2 separate regions of the Pan troglodytes genome follow, and region 1 is linked to region 2. A link is a contact called in public Hi-C data. All regions are on one chromosome and are shown on one strand. The core of a region is the stretch at or near the end of the contact, and the rest is flanking DNA. Distances in the headings are between cores, read along the strand shown.

Region 1 (3,924 bases), core at 995-3,494, 390 kb before region 2:
CTTTAATAGTATAAAAATAACAAGGCTTAAGTCATAAACATTGGATTTCCAGAATTTAAAAAGATAATTTTTGAAAAAGGAATTACATCAAGAAAATTTTTTTTGAATTGACTGTCTTCTAAAACAAATTAAAAAAACAAAAACAAGAAAAGCAATTAAAAAAAAACAGTTGCTAATGGTCACTCCGGAGAAATGGATGGATTCCAGTATTTTATTCACAAACAAGCTTCATCCAAATGGCAGAACAACAGGGGTCTGGCTTCTGCATGGCTCAGGCCTGAGTTTCTGAACCGGAGGGTATATGGTGAGGTTGGGATTAAGGGTTTTCCTGCCTTATTTAATTAGGGCCTAGTCACAGTTGCACCAGCAGTTGTTTTCACATCCAATTCTCTTGGCCTTATAGTCTGGGAAAATTCTCCCAACTCCAACAATGAACTGACTTGGAACTTGAGACTCTGCGGTGCTGATATTGACACCAGAAAATCTGGACACTGCTCCAGGGTTCTTTCATAAAGTCCGAGAGGTCATACTATTTTCATAGCAACATCAGGGCGTGATTTGCCTTTTTCACTCCCATTTTCTCACAAGTATACAAGGAGGTTTTCAGAGGCTGCATAATGTGTGATATCACAACAGCTTGAATGCAGGAGCAGATAGGAGAACCCAGCTGTCTTCTATTAAACCACATATGAAAGAGATTTGCAAAAATGTAAAGCAATACTGCTCTTTCACCAAATATTTTTGTTTTGGAAAATGTGGTTATTTTTCATAGAATCTTATTTATGATAATGGATTTATTGTATTTTTAAAAGAATTAAAATATTTTGACTTTACTTATAATACACTAAATAAAAGATATCATGTATAAGCTCTTTAGGGTCCTCATAATTTTTGAGAGCTTATGTTAAGTTTAAAGTTTGTCTAAAGAGGTTTAGAGACCATAAATTTTGAGAATTATGAGTCTATGGGATAGTGAAGGAAGATAAACACAAAATAACAATTAATATTTATTGAGTGCTTCCTGTTTGACAGGCACTGTGCTAAAAGCCTTACATGGATTGCCTCCTTTAATTCTCATAACCACCCCTCAGAGTAAGTACCAGTGTTTCTTCTTTTATTTTTAAGAGACAGGGTCTCACTTTTCCACGCAGGCTGAAGTGCAGTGGCACAATCATAGCTCGGTGTAATCTTGAACTCCTGGGCTCAAGTGATCCTCCTGCCTTGGCCTCCCAAAATGCTGGGACTACAGGCGCGTGCCACCACGCCTGGCTTTAGTGTTCCTTCTTCTGCAATAGATGAGGAAACTGGAGCTTGGAGAGGATGTTACCTTCTCAAGGTCATAGAGCCAGAGAGTGGCAGAGGATGAAATTGAACCTGGGTGTGTGGCTGTAGCTCCCTTATTCTTAACCACTTGGTGACGGTCCTTCTAAAAGCCTGTCCCCCGCAACCCCCAAACCACTGCACTAATGTGATGTAATGGAAGATTGTGACCTGGGAGGCAACGGGAGAGGATACTGTACTACAGACACTCAGAAAATCTTTCTCTCTCAGAGTCAGGGTTGGACTGGAACAACTGCTGGCCTCTCATGGTGTGTGGACACCACATGGGCAACTAGATCCTAAAATACAGTGACCCACACTGGTGTCCCTCCTCTTTTAAGTTGCTTTGGGAACAAAAGGGCCATGATTATTAAAAAGTCATAGTTTTGCAGGAAATGGAAGCCAAGACCCGTTAACAGGGGTACAGCTAATGGGCATGGTGTATGAAAGAGGCAAGGGCCGCTTGGCATTGTTTTTCACTCTTAGATAAAGCCGGAAAGGACCTCAGAACAATGGCGTGTTTTAGCCTAAAGAGAAAAAAAAGTATGTTTCTAATCTGAGGGAAAAACGATGGTGTGTTAAAGAATATGAATTAGTGGATGCTAAAGAGGTCTGTTATTACTCACAAGGGCTAATATTCACACAGAATTGAATTTGACTAGGCTGGCAGAAAAACTTCCAAATATTCCTTTCTGTCCAATGTAGGGATCAGGCATTATCGCCCCAAGGCAGATTAGCCTTAATTGGGCATACATTTGCGAACATTAGCATAATGCCTTTCCATTTCTTCTATTATCTTAACGAATTGCTTTACATTGGCTCTCCTATTGCCTTATCTTTCTTGCCAAAAGCACTTGATGGCCCAGTGAAAGGCACTTGGACTTCCCTAAAGATATGCAAACTTCATTAGCCTTGGTTCTTTAAAGGTGTTAGGCTACGCTTTCAAGACAAAAGTCTGGGATAGTGTCAAGGGATAGGGTGGACTGTCAGAGTAAGAGACACCATGGGTTTGCTGCTTGGCTTCCTTAGTTAACACACTGTGTTTTGCCATGTGAAGGGAGAACTGACAAGGTATTTGGGAACTGAAAAATCGTAGTTACGACTGAGTTCACAAAACTCTGAGCTGGAGTTGGACATGACATTACAGCTTCTCCTGGTAGACGACCTGTGTTCCTCAAGGTCTCCCAAAGGCATGACTAACCACTCTCCTCGGTGTTATCCCGATTCTCCAGTGAGCCATGACCTCATATTATTGACACTAAGAGCAATGTTCTCAGGCCAGGATGGGACTCTGGAGCTTCACAGACCAGTAAAGTCACATTCCTTCCCTCACGGAGTTTAAAGTCCCGCAGGGAAGGACAGATGGGTGAACGAAAGGCAAACACCAAATGGTAAATGCACACTTGGGAGCTTCCTCTTCTTTGAGATAAGAAGGAAGGCTGAAGAAACAGAAATGTTGAGAAGCTGGTGTGGGGAAGTACAGCAGGTAGAGGTGGGAGAGAGTGACGGAATCTCTACTCCATTTGAACAGGAGATGGGAATTTGGGCTGTAAGTGAAGGAGGTGGGGGGAAATTGCGCTGCAGGAAAGTGAGAGAGAGGTGAAATGAAATAATTGCAGTGGACGTTGGAAATTTAAATCAGATTTAAAAATACTCCTGCCCCTGGCTTAGGAAAAAAAATGAACATAGGTAAGCCTTATCGAAATAAACATCTTCCTTCCATTTCATTTGTTCCAGTTTATGTTTGGAGGATTTGTATTTGATCAGATAGTTAATAAACAGATGAAATATGAGTACAAAGAGAAAGAGTTACCGTTCCTATACAATCTAAGATGAAAGCTTTGGAAAGGCTCGATAAAACTGAGTTACCAAAAAAGCATCATTGAATAAAAGGTGAGAGAGACAACTATAAGAGAAAAAAAATCATAAAAATCAGTGGAGGGAATTTTGTTTCACAAGTGTCTTAAGGTTCTCACCATATAATAAGCAAACACTGGGCACTGTATATGATGTACAATGGTTTGGTTTGTGCAACAGAGACTAGCAGCAACTTGGTGGATCTGCATTCAGGAAAGAGACCCTGGCCATGCATCACATGATTGGTGAATACATGCATAGTTAGATGTATGTTCCAGGTTAAAGTGTTTAGTGAGCTCTGCATGTATCATTTTAATGATTCTCTGTTTTACTGACTTTTTTGATTTTTCAACCAATTCCCTGTCAGGTATGGTTGGATAAGAGGTATAAAAGGAGAGTAAAAAGGCTTGGGGTTTTGTTTTTTCCTCCTTCACTTGAAGTGAGCAGGAGTGTGATTATTTCATCTGACCACTAGATGTCACTATTGCTTCATGGAAATATTTTCCAGCTGCTTTGGCTCTAGCAATTTACGCTGGACATTTTACTCTTAACTGAGTGCTTGTGTGAGGAAAGGCAGAATGGGTCCCATTGTTACCTCCTTCACCTGTGCTCTAATCTAGTAAAGTTTAAAAAGTATATAGACGTGGCATTTGAATAAGGGGCACCCAGGTACAAAGTTCCCAGCTAAGGATCATTATTTCTTGAAGAATGACTTCGAAAACGGCTTCCTTTTATTTTATTTTTATT
Region 2 (4,004 bases), core at 887-3,386:
TGCATACCAGTTACTTAAAACCAAAAGAGCCCAATGAATACAGTTTTTGAATGCCACTTCTTTTTAATGTAGAGAAAATAAGACAGATTAGTATGGTAAAAGTATATATGCACTTTAGAATGAGGATTTAATTCTAATACTACTTCACTTCTTCCTGGTAGCATATTACTTACCTATGCCTCAGTCTCCTTAGCTGTAAAATAGGGATAAAAATAATCTCAGAGATATTTGTAAGAATTAAATGAGATATCAGGTATAAAAAACATCTAGCACAGTGTCTGGCACTTATCATGCACTTAGTAACTTTAGTTCTTTTCTGCCACTCTTAGCATATTTATTCAAGCCTTTAGAATAGTGGTTGGCATTGCTGACAGTGATGTCAGCTATGTTGATACAATGAACTCTCTATTTTTACTAACATGAATTAGGTTGTAATGATATTGCATTTTTTATAATTCTATATTTTTGTATGTAAGGTTCTTCACTAAAATATTTTAAATATAGGCATAATTATTGCAATCCTTTGAAACATGCTTTACACTTAGGGAGCTTCTATATTTCTTTCTACAAATGGCTGTGCCCATTTTATTTTTGTTTTTAAACAAACATTTGGACTATGGGCAAAGAACTTTGCAAAGTGTTGTGGGGGAAGTAGAAAAACAGACACTTATGTAACACAAGGCTATAAAAAAAGAGGAAACGGAGGGAATACTGAAGAGCTTCTTCAGTATTTCCAACTACCTAGGCTCTAGGTACCTAATTAAATAGTCATGTTATGTGTCATTTAAGTCCTTTATTCATTGCATTACAATTTATTCACCATTACTTTATCTGGGTCATCTACCCTTAGTCCCATTATAATTGCCAATGCATTAAGGGTGACATTTGCCCATTTGCTATATGTAATTCACAGGATGTGGTGTTTTTCAGTACCAGATGTTTTGAGGGGAGCCACTTGCAATGGACTGTTTTTTGGTGTATGTGTTTTAATAGTTTGCCAGAACTGAGTTTGATTTGAAACAAGGTTCTTGATTTTCAAATATAGCATTTTCAAACAAATAGTGTGATGTACAAATTAACATCACTTTAGTTCACGTTGAAATAATCCACACTCTAAATCTGTTTGACATTTACCCCTTAAGTATTTTGGATCAATAAATCATTTCTGTATCATCTAGCATCTTAAAATGTTCGTAAGTAACTACTTAATACCCTACATATCCAGGTCCTGTCCCATTAGTTTGAGGGAAAAAATATATTATAGTAATTAAGACATAATTATGTTGTCTTGAAAAGCTAAGGGTCATTTGGACTTGATTACCCAAGGAGTTATCAGTGCCAAGGAAAATTAGGCAACTACAGGCTTGGGCCTGTAATTAAACATCTAGGACTGACATTTTGTTCATCAGAGGTGGCACCTTCTGAATGAATTACACCATTTCATTTTAGACAAGCTACGGTAAATACAAAACAAGTGTGTGGAGGGGGTTGGGGGGTGGACATGAATAGAGATTGGAGGTGGAGAGAAAGACCGGTGTAAACTTAAGCATTTTGTTGTGAAAAACTATTGTTCAGCCAGCCTGCCTGGGCTCCATATATGGTGTTCAAATATAAGTTTGGGACGAGCACCTTTGCAATTTTGGCCAAGAACACACACACACTCACCCTCCTCTGCTAGAGAGGGCCCGCTCACCTGGAACGCAGGCGGCTGGTTCTCCGTATTACAGTGAGTGCTCGTTCTGTATGTATAGGATGACCAAGTAACTAACTGGCAGCCCTGCTCCTGCCTCACTCTCCCACAACTTTTTATCCCCTCACCACCAACGCTCTCAACCCCTGACACGTCTTCCCACAGGTCCCTGGCTCGCTGTCCGGTCTCTTCGTGTTGGTTTGTCCGTTTCCCACTCCTTCAGCGGTCTCAGGTGGAACACGCCAGGTGGGCGTTTGGCTGTGTTCTGGGGTCCCGAGTTGGAAAGGAATGCCCCCAGGCAGAAGGCGGCCGGCAGCCCTGGGGCAGAGGAGGACGAGGGGGGAGGAGAGGAGCAGGAGGGCAGGGCAGAGAAGGAGGAGGAGGAGGACGGTGCAGAGGAGGAGGAGGAGGAGGAAGAGGACAGGGCAGAGGAGGAGGGAGTTGGCGGCCGCCGAGCCCCGGGCAGCGGGCCCCGTCCGCGGCCGGCGCGCTCCGTGGTCCTCCCTCGCTCGTCTCCTATGCTCATATTTGGACTCGGCTGCCCGTGCCCAGGAATTTCCCGTCATGCCTCCCGCCGCCCCGTCCGTCGCCCGGAGCCGGGGAGGGAGGGAGCGAGGTTCGGACACCGGCGGCGGCTGCCTGGCCTTTCCATGAGCCCGCGGCGGACCCTCCCGCGCCCCCTCTCGCTCTGCCTCTCCCTCTGCCTCTGCCTCTGCCTGGCCGCGGCTCTGGGAAGTGCGCAGTCCGGTAAGTTCGGGCTCCCCTCCCCTCTCCTCCTCGCCTCACCCCTCCCACCCCGACCCTGCCACGTTAGGGTGTGACCCCGAGCCGGGATTCCATTCTGCGCCTGCTGCGCCCCCTCGGCCGCCTGCGGGGACAGCCCCTGCCTCAGCCGAGAAGGGGAGCAGAAGGGTTGCGCCCCGCGCCAGCGGTGAGGGGCCGAACAGAAGGAGGTCAGGGCTGGTTTCCCCCCACCCGCCGACGGGAGGCGTCTGGCAGCCTCACTGACACCTTATCCTGTCCCGGGAGCGAACCTGAACCCGCGGGAGCCTCTCGCCCCGCGCGGGCCCCGGAGAGAGGGATCTGGCGGGGAAGCCCGCGGGAGGCAGGGGAGGGGTCCATCCCGGAGCCCTCTGCTCTGTGCGTCGAGCCTGCCGGGGTTGCCGCTCAGATAACGGGCCCGAGGCGTGGGAACCGGCCCGCCAGGCCTGCGCTTTTCGCCGCGCGCCTCGGAGAGGACGGGGGCGCGGGGCGGCGGGCAGGCGGCAGGGAGGGGCGCACCCGGGAGCGCACCCGCCGCCCGCCCTCCCTGCGCTGCTGCCCCCCTGCTGGGCCAGACTCCCGCGGGCCCGGCTGGCATTTCACAGGCCAAAATCGAACAGAACCCCGAGTCTGCCAGGTATCAGTTTTGCTTTGTTTTTAAGCAGAAAAAGGCATCCAAGTCTATTTTTGAAGTTTTACACTGGGCTATTTCGAGTCAAACTATATGAATGAAAAGTGCTGTTCCTGCCTTGTTTGGTTTAGGGCTAATAGCTATCGGAAGTGGCAGTTCTGAAGTCGTTACAGTAAGACTTTATAAGATAATCTTCTTGAATCATGTGGGAACTGTTGGGGGGAATTTAATATCAGATTATTATTTTAAAAAGCAGTTATTTTAAAGTACAAAGGTAGGGATAAAGGTAAATGTGAAATTGCATGGACTTTTACATTTGTGATGAGTAGTCGTCAAAGCTTCTTGCTTCTTAATTTTATCTGGAATGGAAGAATATAAATTATAATTCCTTAGAGCTGAGATTTCTTAGGAGATTTTAGTTTGCTTTTGTTTTTTCTACCAATAGACTAAATTGTCCAATAAGATATGGCAAACTAGGACTCATAAATTAGTTGAAACATGACTCTATGAAGCATAGATTATATTCAGTACTCTCTGGTTTATCTCTTCATATTTTCATTTGCAGCGCTGGTGGCAAGATCGATTTTCAAAAACAATTTTGTCTATAAAAAAACTTCAGGGTTCATATAACTTATAAAATTGTCAGTTCAGATTAATGGCAGATATTTACAATATTTAACTTTATTCAATTTGCAATTTGTAAACAGTAACTTGAGCAGTGATATCAGTTTCATGTTTCTTTCTGCATAGTGTTGTTTTTCAAAAAAAACCTGTTTTTTATAGATTCATATTTTGGAAGTAACTTTAATAGCACTTCTTGGGAAATACAACAGGTTCTAATTTCACATTTTTCAATGGATTTCTAAAAAATACTGTGCTGGATAGTGAAGAGTGGATTTTATTGCCAGGAAACATATGTAT

Evidence for each region. A called contact is a pair of places that touch in the nucleus more often than the background predicts.
Region 1: a Hi-C map of induced pluripotent stem cells shows a contact between it and region 2, with 2.1 times the contacts expected there. The contact joins the enhancer-like site here to the promoter of MSRB3 in region 2. A contact is called at or near these places in 1 of 7 Hi-C or Micro-C datasets (induced pluripotent stem cells) and 1 of 1 datasets of contacts at active chromatin or transcription factors (stem cell-derived excitatory neurons).

What each region holds. Positions count from the first base shown.
Region 1 is chr10:31,157,896-31,161,819 of NHGRI_mPanTro3-v2.0_pri, reverse strand. It overlaps LOC134807558 (a long non-coding RNA gene), which reads left to right. Exons shown (of 4, transcript XR_010148279.1): 3 at 1,033-1,092. Among named protein-coding and RNA genes, the nearest start is that of GNS, 130 kb to the left of the region's middle. Within about 2 kb of position 2,244, at least 3 of the 24 cell types and tissues checked have an H3K27ac peak or open chromatin away from gene starts, as enhancers often do. A contact at or near this core is called in induced pluripotent stem cells, where this site is marked.
Region 2 is chr10:30,768,559-30,772,562 of NHGRI_mPanTro3-v2.0_pri, reverse strand. MSRB3 (methionine sulfoxide reductase B3) reads left to right here and starts at 2,136. Exons shown (of 8, transcript XM_016923087.4): 1 at 2,136-2,437. The coding sequence starts at 2,209.